Linked DNA regions of Mus musculus: region 1 is linked to region 2. A link is a contact called in public HiChIP or PLAC-seq data. All regions are on one chromosome and are shown on one strand. The core of a region is the stretch at or near the end of the contact, and the rest is flanking DNA. Distances in the headings are between cores, read along the strand shown. Region 1 has its middle 6.7 kb from the start of Tgm2. Region 2 overlaps Ctnnbl1 (catenin, beta like 1).

Region 1 (6,118 bases), core at 725-3,224, 310 kb before region 2:
TTGTTCTCTTTTTCAACTCGAAATGTACGTTTTCTGCTTTCTCTCTGTGCTCTGTTACACACTTTCTGTCTGAACCCTAGAGACTGGTAGTATACCTTGCTTGCTTCACTATTTTGAATGACCACTTCACAGGTATGCCTCTGCTCCTGATCCATGTGGGTCTCCAAAGAACAGAGAAAGAATGTGAAAGCTGTATCAACCTTAAACAAAGAAGTAAATAAAGGGGGTGAAGCACCTGCTATTTTGTATGTATGCCTTACAGAACCACAACCTTGCAGAGTGTCCACAATCTTGTATAAAGGCCACTTTGACAGGGACATCTGTCTAGCAGCTTTCTGTTCAACCCCGGACTGATGCCACTTTGGTTAATCAGTCATCAATGACTATTTCACAATACTTGCTAGAGCTCGCATTTCCCCTTTAAAAACTTCCCTTTGTTCCCAGTGTTGATATACCCATGGCTTCCAATGGCTGCAATCTCAAAGCACAAGACTCTGTCTCCCCTGTTTCAATGTAGCTCTGCCTTTTCCTAATAGAATACTATGATTCTTTAGAGAGTGAAAAAGAAAGAGAGAGAGAGAGAGAGAGAGAGAGAGAGAGAGAGAGAGAGAGAGAGAGAGAGAGAGGAAGGAAGGAAGGAAGGAAGGAAGGAAGGAAGGAAGGAAGGAAGGAAGGAAGGAAGAAAGAAAGAAAGAAAGGAAGAAAGGAAGGAAGGCAGGCCAAGCTTGAGGAAAGGCCCGAACTGAAGCCACTAGGAATGGACCAGCAAACTCCAACCCTTAGTGGTGGTTGTTGGTGTAAAGACCCAAAGTCCCAGGAGAATGTCTGATTGGCTGCGTTTGGCCTGCCCTTAGCTAGAATTGGATAAGACCATTTGATTGACAGTCTTAAGAGCTTGTAGAAAGGGACCATTATGCAGCTGCAAAACTTACTGGACCAACTGTGTCTTTAGAAGGTGCTATCAAGTCAGGCGGTGGTGGCACACGCCTTTAATCCCAGCACATGGGAGGCAGAGGCAGGCGAATTTTTGAGTTCGAGGATAGCCAGTGCTACACAGAGAAACCCTGCCTCGAAAAACAAAACAAAACAAAAAAAAAAGAAGGTGCTATCAATTTAGGCAGGAGAGATGCCCTTCCAGGTGTGAACCGAATCTCCAAGTCCTAGGGTGACAGTGAGATCTAGCCTCAGTGTCTCACGGATTGCTGCTACAAGCCCTCAGGAAGCTCAGGATACAGTACAGTGAATGTGTTTGAATTAGATGGACGACCTCAACTGGGGCCCTAGAGGCTCATTTGTTTCCATGAAAGGAGCGCTTGGCTCTGAATGACTGAACTGGGTGTGTCTTGCAGACACAACCCTGAGTCAGAGGGAGGGATGAGGAGCTGAGCAACCTTGCAGAATCCGGGCGGGTGGAGGACCCCAGCATCTCAGGCAGCTCCGCTGGGCCTTGGGAACTTGGGTGGTCACCTTTGTCCTTTCTCAGCTGACCTTCTGTTATATCCCAGTAGTGTTGACTGCCGTCCCCGTCTCTTCTGTGCTCTGACCTTGGGCCATTTGCTTCACCTCTCTGAACATTGGTGTATAGAACGCGACCTTTTTCAAGATGCGGTTCAGCAGCAAGCATCATTAATCCCAGACTCCCACCCCACCCCCGGAGGCAGAGGAAGGCAGATCTCTGAGAGTGCAAGGGCTAGCCTGGTCTACATAATGAGTTCTAGGCTAGCATAGTGAGGCTCTAACTTTTTTTTTTAAGACACTTAAACAGGACTGGGTGGTGTTCAGAAGCTCAGCGTGCAGCCGGGAAACCACAGGCTTCAGATGTGGAGGCCCCCGAGTCTTCTTTCTTCCTAGCCCCATTTGTGGCTTTGGCAGGGATATGGCGCCAATATTCACAGTATTTTCTTGGTTGACTGTGGGTGCAGGGGGCGTGTCCCTTCTCTGTACTTCCTCCACCCAAGTTACCAGCACTCCTCTATTCTGGTGAATCCCCGCGTTTCCCGCGTTTCCGTTTCCATAAGAGCTCGATTCTGAGAGCTCAGAACAGCTCATTCATTCCTAAATTAACCTTCTCCAAAGTGGGGCGGGAGGTCGCTTCTGCACTTGAAAACGTTGTCTCCTCCCAGGGAACACTGAAACCTTTAAGGGCAGCAACCCACCCCGACTGGGGCCGGCGCCCCTCCCAGAACCGCGGGCAGCTCTGGCTGGCTTTTTCCAAACCCTCCTCTGCTTGTTTACCTTCACTCTGTGAGCCCATGTTTACCGTCTGTCCCCACGCGACAGGGCTGGTTTGTAGAGCCCCCACCCCCGCCCTGCAAATTGCTCTCTTTGCTCAACACTGAGACTCAGAATTCCTTTGGGCTCAACACAGAAAACGAGCTACTCTTGCCCCCTCCCACCCCCGCCCTTTTTAAAAAAAAAAAAAAAAACTGAGGAGGGATTTAATTCAGGGCCAAGCTAGCCTTGTGCTCTGCCACTGAGCCATACTTCTAACCCGGTCTCTTTTTAAATTAAAAAAAAAAAATTCTTTAAAAAAAAGTGTGAGGGAGGTGCACATGCCCGTTTGTTAGTCTGGATGTGTGCAAACGCAAGTACACACAAGGTCTACATGAAATTTATTTTCTTGCTTGCTCTCCACCTTCATATTTATTTATTTATTTATTATTTTTGAGGCTGGAGAGATGGCTCAGTAGGGAGGAGCTCTGGCTACTCTTGCAGAGGACCAGGATTTGATCCCAGCACTCTACATGGCTGTTCACAACTGTCTCTAGCTCCAGGTCCATCTGTAAACAGAAAAATAAAGATATGTACATCTCTTTGAAAATGTCATACAAGCCCATCCTGAGTTCTTCACGCCCTTCCTCTCTCTCATTCGCTCTTACTCCTGCTAAAACCCTTCCTTTCTTAACAAGTCCAGTGCCTCTCCCCTCTTGATCCACCTAGTTTCACTGGGGTTGTTGCATGAACATGAGCAGGAGACTAGAATGTGGGCAACTTGGGAAAATGATACCTCCACCCCCACCCAAGTCCCGCCCCTAGTTCCTAGTCAGCTCCTCCCTCCTGCAAGATACAATGTCTGCCTTTGTTTTTTGAGTCAGGGTCTTTCACTGACCCTGAAGTGTAAGGCTAGACTGGCTGACCAATGAGCTTCAGGGTTCTGCTTTCAGCTCCGCCCCAACCCCAGTGCTGAGATTACTGGCACTCCACTGTGTTCAGTTTTATACAGGTTCTGGGGATCCAAACGGAGGTCCTCAAGTTTGCTTGGTAGGGCTTTACTGACTAAGCTATCTCCTCGGCTCCCTACCCCTCCCCTTCTTTTAGTTGCTATATTATCTTGGGCGTGGCTAGTTTATCAAAGCCCTCTTGGGCGCTTGGGTTGTGGCTGGTGTTTTATATAACATTTTGTGTTGTGCAAAGTGAGTTTCAAACTTTTTCCCAAATGAGGGTCTGAGGAGGTAGGCTGTTCCAGAAAGCATTTTTAGGACATCAACAAAGACTAAAGACTCTTACACCCAAAGCTCACATCCTGAGTTGAATTCAGTCCTCTGAACCTAGTCCTCTGACCTGTGTGTGTGTGTGTGTGTGTGTGTGTGTGTGTGTGTGTGTTTGTGTATGCGCTGGCTGTGGCACTGGCGTGTCCTCACAAGTACACAAATAAAGGAATACATGTGCTGTCAGGGGAGCTGCACATTTCAGGTGTGAGCTCTGCCGCTCACCAATGGCCAGATGTGCTTGGCTTCCTCTGCCTGTGGGTCAGGGTTTGCAAAGGCTTCCGAGCTCAGCCCTGGCTTTCTGCTTTTGTTTTTAATTCGCCGACACTATTCCTTCACATTCTGTCATCACATATATATCATTAGCTACAAATCACACGCCAGAAAAACGACATCCATTTAAAGTGGTTTTGGCAGGTTCACAAGTTTGGGCAGCCACCAGCACGCTCTAATTTTATAATACCTTCTTTACATGCCCAAAGGAACCCCTCGTCATTACCACCCATTCCGTGGCTTTTGGTGGCCAAGATCCACTCTGTCTCTGGACTCACAGAACCAGAGCTCTGTGGCACCAGGTTGGGCAGTGGAGGCTGGTTCTTCCTGCCCACATGCAATCCTGAAGTATCCCCGCCCTACCCCTGGTAAGCAACCTCCTTCTACCAAGTGTGATGTTAGACTCAGAGAGAGTTCTGTCTTGCTGACGCTGCCCATTCGCAGAGGAGCAAACTAAGGCTTGGAGTAGTATTGTTGAGAGCAATTGAAAGACAGGAAAAGTTTTGAGGCCATGAGGAGAGATGTGGACGTGACTTCAGTCTGTCACTGGCTGGAATCAATATTTATCCAAAGCTAATGGCGGTGACGGTGACCTGCATAAGAGACAAACTAGAGGTACCCCTTTCTGGTGATACCTCACACATGGTTGTTAAAACACCCAATGAACCATCCAAGATGCACTGTAACCTTATCACACTGCTTTCTGCAAGTCTGTGTGCTTCTCTGATGCTCACAGCCATGATTATAGCTCTATTTGTAATGTTTTTTAAAAAATTGAGACAGGTTTTTATGTAGCTCAGGTTAGCTGTCAGCTTCTCCATACAGCTGTACTTAAGATATTCAGATACATACAAATGCTTTTGAGTGTTTGTTTATTTGTTTTTCAAGATAGGGTTCCTCTCTTGAACTAGGACCTAGCTGCCCTGGAACTTATTTTTTAGACCAGGCTGGCTTCAAACTCACAGAAATCCATCTCCCTCTGCCTCCTGAGTGCTGAGACTAAAGCCGTGTGCCATCATGCCTTGCGATGCTTCTCTTTTTTTAAAGAATATTTTTATTTTATGTGTTTGGGTTTTTGCCTGCATGTATGTGTGCCAGGTGTATGCAGTACCAGTGGAGACCAGAAGAGGGCACTAGGACCCCTAGAAGTGGAGTTCTAGTGCTGAGGGGCCTTGTGGGTGCTGGGAACTGAACTCCGGACCTTTGCAAGAGCAATAAGCTCCTTTACTCTCTGAGGGCATCACTCCAGCTCCCCAGTCCTTTTCTTAATAAACCCCAACTTGGGCTCATCCTGGTTGGCCCTGGAATTCTTTGCTGTGTAAGCCAAGATCCAAGTTGCACCTAAGTAGACTTTTCTACTGGCAGTGTTCTGTTGCCTTCTGTGACACACCCAAGATCACAACAGAAAGTAGCTGGCAGAGCTAAACTTGAACCTATGTCCTGTTGCTGGGCTATGACACTGCTAATGGAAGGTTTAAAAGGGTTTGTAGGTAATTACTGCTAATTGTTATTTGGAATCTGGAATTACCTGGGAGATGGACCTCTGGGCATACCTGTGGGGGATTACTTTGAAAGTCATCGTCTATTGATATGGGAAGATCTAACCACTGTGGGCAGCACCATTCCTTAGTTGGAACTCTGGAGTGGATAGATCTTCCTCTTCTTCTTCTTCTTCTTCTTCTTCTTCTTCTTCTTCTTCTTCTTCTTCTTCTTCTTCTTCTTCTTCTTCTTCTCCTCCTCCTCCTCCTCCTCCTCCTCCTCCTCCTCCTCCTTCTTCTTCTTCTTCTTCTGCTCCTCCTCCTCCTCCTTCTCCTTCTTCTTCTTCTTCTGCTCCTCCTCCTTCTCCTTCTTTCTTCTTCTCCTTCTTTCTTCTTCTTCTTCTTTCTCATTGTAGATGCAACGTGGTCAGCTGCTTCAAATCACTGACCCCATACTTCCTCCAAAATGATGGACTATGACCTTGAACTGTGAGCTGAAGTAAACCCTTCCCTTTCAAGTTGCTCTTGTCAGAGGATTTTATCACAGGGACAGAAGAAAAGCTAAGACAGGAAGGCTAGAAATATATCTCAGTTGGTTCCATATCTGACGTGCAAGCGTGAGGACCTGAATGTTAATACCAGAATCCACATAAAAGCTGGGTACCACAGTACACACCTGGATGCAACCCCAGCGCTGGTCGGCACGGACAAGCAGAGGACGTTCGACACTGACCTCTGGACAGAGGCTGTTGGCCTTCCAGTCAGAGCATGGCATTCCACACCCTTCACCTCCCCAGCAGCCTGGATATGCCATCCTCTCTGAAGTTTCTGGACTACCCCTTGACATTTCCACCCGTCCCCTGTGCTAATGGCCCCACT
Region 2 (6,012 bases), core at 844-3,343:
AGGGCAGCAGGGAAGTAGCCAGGAGGAGAGAGACAGGAACCAAGTTTAGCCCCACAGAACATAGCTCCAGTGACTTCTCCAGTTGGGTGCCCATATCCTCACATTTCCAAAACAGCACCACCAGCTAGGGACTAGGCTTTCAACATATAAGCCTGCAGGGAATGGTTCACATTCAAAATGAAAAAGAGCTAAACAAGAATCGCTTCCACCATGACAACTTGTAATGAAGTGAGTTTTCTGATTAAGAACTCATGTAACTAACCGAGCAAAACAAATGGGCAAGGCAGCCCCAGCTCATGAAATAACGAGAATTGTGATCCAAGTGGAGGGAGTCTGAGTCTTCCTTTAGTGACTGACCTGGTGGTGGTGTCATCGAGGCTCAGCGTCGCTGAACCTTTAGAAAAGAAAATGACCCTGAGCTGGAGGGCTGTGAACGATGTACAACGGGGATGTCCTGGCCTAGTGCTGGGTCCTTGCCCTCTCCCCTCCACCTTCCTCTTCTTTAAGGCCCTTGCTCTGTTATCTTTAATGATGAAATCCTCTTGTCAGGAAGGTCTTTGTAATTGCTAATGGAATTCTGTGATTAATATCTACCTAACCAACTTTACCCCCTTGGCTATTTCCTCCTTTCCTAAAAGACTGCTAAAGGCTGGGAGTTCTGATTCATTTACTGCCTTTGAGACAGAGGGGACTCAGGAAATGGGTTCAAGGAGCTAGATATTAGGGCTGCAGAGAAGTTCACTGAGGTGACACAGGTAGCCAAGGCAACAGAGAGAGCTGGTGGAGACTTTTATAAGGTAGAAGTCATAGTTTAAAAAACAAAGTGCACATGGGGAATCACAGAGGTCCACATGGGATGCTGGCTTCTGTGCGCAGCAGGAGCAGTGCTGAAGCAGGGCAGGAAGAGGCCTGCTGAATATGTGGGTGTATCTGTTGGTGATTAGCTGTGCTGACCAGGCCTTGGGAGACAGAAGAGGATCAAGGTCTGGGAGCCAGGGACAAATGGAGGTCAAAGACTTGAGGGGAGCACCCAGGCCAGTGGTGCAAGTGACACCTGTGTAAGTGAGCAGGGAGGCTGCAGGGCAGGCAGAAGCAGGGAACATGGAGCTGGGGCCTGGGAAGAGCAGACAGACTCTGCAGAATTGGCAGGCCACTATCTTCCCTGTGCACACAAGCCCTGCCGTATCCTAAGGTCTCTGCCCTATTTTAACCACAGTGTTAATTCCATCCTACGCTTGCACAAAAGGATGGGATGCCATCATGCCTTAGCCGCAGTCTGTAACAGTGCTTCCTTTTCCTCTGGGCTGACCAAAGTCCCCTTATGTCTGACTGCCGAGAAGCCATGCCCTTTCTGTTCTGACCCTTGCAGGATCTGAGGAGTGTCATGGGAGCCTGGCCTGTTCTTTTGTTGTGTTAGAAGTCCAGGAAGCCTGGGGCATCAACATGTTTCCTGACATTCGGAGTTGACTAGAATCACTTAAAACCCTTCACTGACAACAGAAAAGTCGTCTTCAAAGCACTGACCTGCTATCAACCACTGTCACTGTGGATAAGGTGGAAATGTACGCGCATGCCCAGCAAGCATGCCACACACCTACACTGCTTGGGAGCTCACCCCCTCAAAGCTCTTAACAGCCTCCAGGGGAACCATGTTAAAACAGCGCAATTAACTAGAACGGCTACAAACTCAATAACTCACCTACCTAATGAGGCAATACAAGGAAAATTGGGCCTATTTTAATAAGAATTTAAAAGAGAGCCAGGAAGTAAAGGTCAGATGCCATTTCTGGATCCCAGTTCTTTTATCCTCCCTGCCTATGCTAAAGTAGTTAAAACCAAGGAGACAATACACACTGTGCAATTCTTTATAAATCCAAGGAGGCAGCCAGTCATATTACTGCACCCAAGGGCAAGTGGCTCTTTCTGACCCATCCCCCACACTAAGTGCCTCCCCAGATCTATTTCTGAAGGTTTTATTATGCAAACCTGAATGGATTTCAATTACAATAATTCTTTTCCTTCCCCACCCAGACTCACAAAAGAGGAACCAATTACCAGCAGTTTGAGGTTCTGAGAGCAGTTCTGTTTCCCCCTCCTCTCCAGAGTCTGGAGTCTAGAGGCTCTCCTTTCTCAACCCCTCCTATTGGCTGAGAGGCCATAGCTGGCTTATGAAACCATGGTATTCAGCAGGACCTCTCCACCAAGGAGGAGCTCTCTCTCCCAGGGCTCATTTGGTGAAGTGCTTGCCCAACAGTCAAAAGTCACACATGTGGTGCTTGCCTACAGTCCCAGTGATGACGAGGCAGAGACAGGAGGATTCCTAGAACCAGCCACTCAGTGGAAGACCCTATCTTAAAAATTTGGGTGGAGAGCAATGGAGACACAGACTCTGGCCTCTCCATGTGCTTGCACACAAACAAACATGCATACATACAGCCCTCCTATTGTCAAGTTCACCCCAAGACTTCTAGAAAGGGCTGGGTTGTGTGGCCAAGGCACAGATATACAAAACTGCCAGCAATATTGTTATGAGACAGAATTAACACTTTTCAAAGCTGACTATTTAATTGTAGGGTCTATGATAGGCATAAAAAGCCATCTCTCAGTATCTGAGAGGGGATTAGGCCCAGAGCCTGGCAGAGATAACAAAATATGTAGCTGCCAAGGTCCCTTAAGTAAAATAGCACAGTATTTGCACATAATCCAGAAATAACCTCCCATATTCATTAAATCATCAAGCCACAGTACACAGCGCTGAGGAAGAAGAGACAGACAGATCTCTTTGTGAGTTCAAGGCCAGTCTGATCTCACAACAGATCCAAGCCATCCAAGGGTGCTTGTCTCCAGCCAATCAATCAACAAATCAATCAATCAACAAATCAATCAATCATCTCTAGATCACCGTAATAACTGCAATGTAAAAGCTGTATGAGAAAGCTATATTGCTTGAGAAATAATGACTGACACACACTCAAAAGAGACTGCACATGCTCACTACTGACAGTTGGTGTGTCTCACATTCTCAATCCACAGTTGGTGGGTCTCACATTCTCAATCCACAGTTGGTGGGACCACCACGCGGATGTAGAGCAGCAGCAGTCTTACTACTACTGTCCTTCCATCTGGCCCTTATACACAGCCAGAGTGGGTGATTCAAGTCCCACTATTTTATAGACCAGGCAGCTGAGGCTCAGAGAGAGAATTTAGAATGTGCCCAAGACCGCACATGATTAGCAGTGAGCTACCTGTGCCACCAGACTAAATTGCCACTGCAGTTGCTTGGGGCAGGTCCTGAGGTGACAGGGCTGAGAATGGACTTAAGGCAACCAGCATGTAAGACAAATCTAAAACTTGCTAAGAAAGAAAAGGGGACGTTCTAGGCAGTTTCCAGACTGGGGAACGAACTCCCTTTGCATGATGATTAATTAGGAATCTGAGTACCAGCAGAAGCTTGTCCTGAGCAAGCCTTACCTATGATGAAGCTCTGTGCATACTGGGCCCCTGAGGGTACAGCTACTATCATCTCTAAGCCAGAGTGACAGAATCCAAGGTGCCTAGCAAAGGTCTTACTTCTACTTCAGAAGAACCTGGAAGAAAGACCCTTATTAAAGGCATACATCACTGAGAACCATCGTGTGAACTACTCAGCTATGTGCCTTTAGCAAGTTGGGGAGAGGCTCAAGCCTGTGCTGACCTTCATGAAATCTTCCAGGGAAGGTGTTAAAACTAGCAGCCTCCAAACATTTATTGTGCTCTTATTTACACATCAAGCACCAGGCTAGGCAGTGGGACCCAGAGATGACAAGCACCGATTTTTTAATGTCATGGGTTGGGGACCAAGTCTTAGAATCAAGATGCATTAATTAGAGGGCCTGTCTAAGAAAGAGACATCCAACTAAGGATGACCAGCTGCTAGCCAGACCAATCGATGAGCACTAAGTACTGCCAACAGTGGAAGGGGCCAATGGAAGCCTGAGAGGAACCTAGTCACAAGCAATCCTGATGGTGAGAGGTCACGGTGCTCTGCTGTTGCACACAGACCTGGCACACTTGCATCAGAAGGGCATGGACAGCAGTCAGAGCACAGGGCTTGCACAGGGGACAAGGCAGGGTAAAGAAACCTGCATGATGTGCCGTATCTAGTCTTCCCGCCATTTAAAGATTATGGGAGTTTGCCAGGATGCGCAGCTGGAGGGTGGCAGAAGGCAGGGCGGTGCTTTGTCCTTGGGCCTTCCTTCTACTTCTGGGTGCTGCTGTGTGCAGGATGCACGGCTTATCCTCGCTAGCCTTCTAGGAGCTGTCTTCCCAAGCCATTGCCCCCACTAATATAATGTTATCAGATTCCTAATGTGGGCACTCTAAAGGCAATGTTCTGTCACCAGCATGCCACCGGGCACATTTTTCAGCAGGAAAACAGCTGCTCGCTGAATCTGTCACTTCCTCTTCTCAGATCCCTGCACATGAACAAGAGCTGGCTCAGGGCTGTTTTCCTTCACCCTCTCTCCACGCATGCTCAAAGCAGCGTCAAGGCTCTCAGCAGAAGCCAGCAGGTTGGACACAGCAGTGTGAAGAGTCGCCGGCTTATGAAGCAGTTTTGGCAACTAGGGCTCAGACCTCAGGAGTTGAAGACACAGACATCACAGCTTAGTTCACTGGTCTCATTCCCTCAGATTTCAGACCAAGGGTCTGGATGGGGCCAGCTAGGGGCAGGAGGAGACGGCTCAGTCAGTAAAGTGCCTGCCTTGCCAGAGTGAGGACCCGAGTTTATCCCCAGAACCCAAGTGAAAGTGGTGGTACTTGTACTGGGGCAACAGAGATAGGAGGACCTCTGGGGCCTGCTGGCCACACTGGCTTAGCCAATTAGTGAGCCCCAGGCCAGAGGGTCTCTGTGTGTCTTAAGAAACAAAGTAGACAGCTGCCAAGGAGCAAGTTCTCTGATCTCCCCATGTATACACACACATATATGCACACACATATATCCACATAAATACACAAGAACTCACACACTGGCCCCTGTCTGAGCTGATTTTCTTTAAGATTAAGCAAAGATACCACCATCTTCTCCACTGGTGGTGAGGCCTAAACCAGACTGTGAGCAACATGGCTCGAGCAGAACCTGGCACCACCCAACAGTGGCTGCCATAAGCTTGTCTAGATATCCAGGCCCTCATTTCTCTTCCCAGGGCCTCTTCCAGCTGAGTTCTACAGAGAAAGAAAAAGGCTGGCAGCGGGGTTAACTTGTTTACAGCTAGCTTGGTCAATATCCGACGGGAATCTGATGAGGTCTCTAACTTGTTCTCGTCTGAGTGCTGCCTCTAGAGAGTTCATATGATCACTCAAACGATCTTCAAGTTTCGGGAGACAGGGCCAGGTCTACTTGAGACAGACAGGGGTGAGGGCACAGCAGATATGGCAGGTGTCTAGGTCAACTCTACCAATCACTGAGGAAAGTCACCCAAACCATGGGACACGGTGCCTTTGACAGAGCCACTGAGTTTCCCTAACAGCTCAGGCCTCTTTCCTCTTTCCCACGCACTGCTTCCTGTCTCCCTGCACGCTCCTGCACTTTAAAATAGCCATCCAACCATGTAAATTCTCGGGTGCAAGTGTCTGCTAGCCTCCAGCAGAGCTGTCAATGTCCATAAATCGCCAGCCTTCCAGATTGCATTGCAGTCATTTACTGGGGGAGGGATGCTGCAGGCCACCAGACAATACCAGGAAGACACTGGCCTGGCGGTAACTACTCTGGTTACGGCCTCACAATTCACAGCAGCATTTTGCTAGGAGTATGCTCCATCAGGGAGGAGAAACATAAAAAGGGGAACCTGGGCTGTAAATAGTTTATTCCGGCAATTCCTGATGTTGGCTGAATCATACTTTAATACAGAAATACATGAAAGCACCACTCCGGAGGTGACATGTGGTGCCACCTCATTACTCTTTGCAAAAGGGTCTTCCATCAGAGAGACACCTCACCGCAAATTACAGGGAGGAACACAAAGCCTCTCACGC

The links. HiChIP or PLAC-seq counts read pairs in DNA pulled down with a chosen protein or histone mark.
Region 1: an H3K27ac HiChIP or PLAC-seq map of embryonic stem cells shows a contact between it and region 2, with 5 read pairs. The contact joins two enhancer-like sites.

The regions. Positions count from the first base shown.
Region 1 is chr2:158,150,072-158,156,189 of GRCm38.p6, reverse strand. No RefSeq gene overlaps it. Among named protein-coding and RNA genes, the nearest start is that of Tgm2, 6.7 kb to the right of the region's middle. Within about 2 kb of position 1,974, at least 158 of the 459 cell types and tissues checked have an H3K27ac peak or open chromatin away from gene starts, as enhancers often do. A contact at or near this core is called in embryonic stem cells, where this site is marked.
Region 2 is chr2:157,836,887-157,842,898 of GRCm38.p6, reverse strand. The region is part of intron 11 of Ctnnbl1 (catenin, beta like 1); the gene reads right to left. Among named protein-coding and RNA genes, the nearest start is that of Vstm2l, 75 kb to the left of the region's middle. Within about 2 kb of position 2,093, at least 53 of the 459 cell types and tissues checked have an H3K27ac peak or open chromatin away from gene starts, as enhancers often do. A contact at or near this core is called in embryonic stem cells, where this site is marked.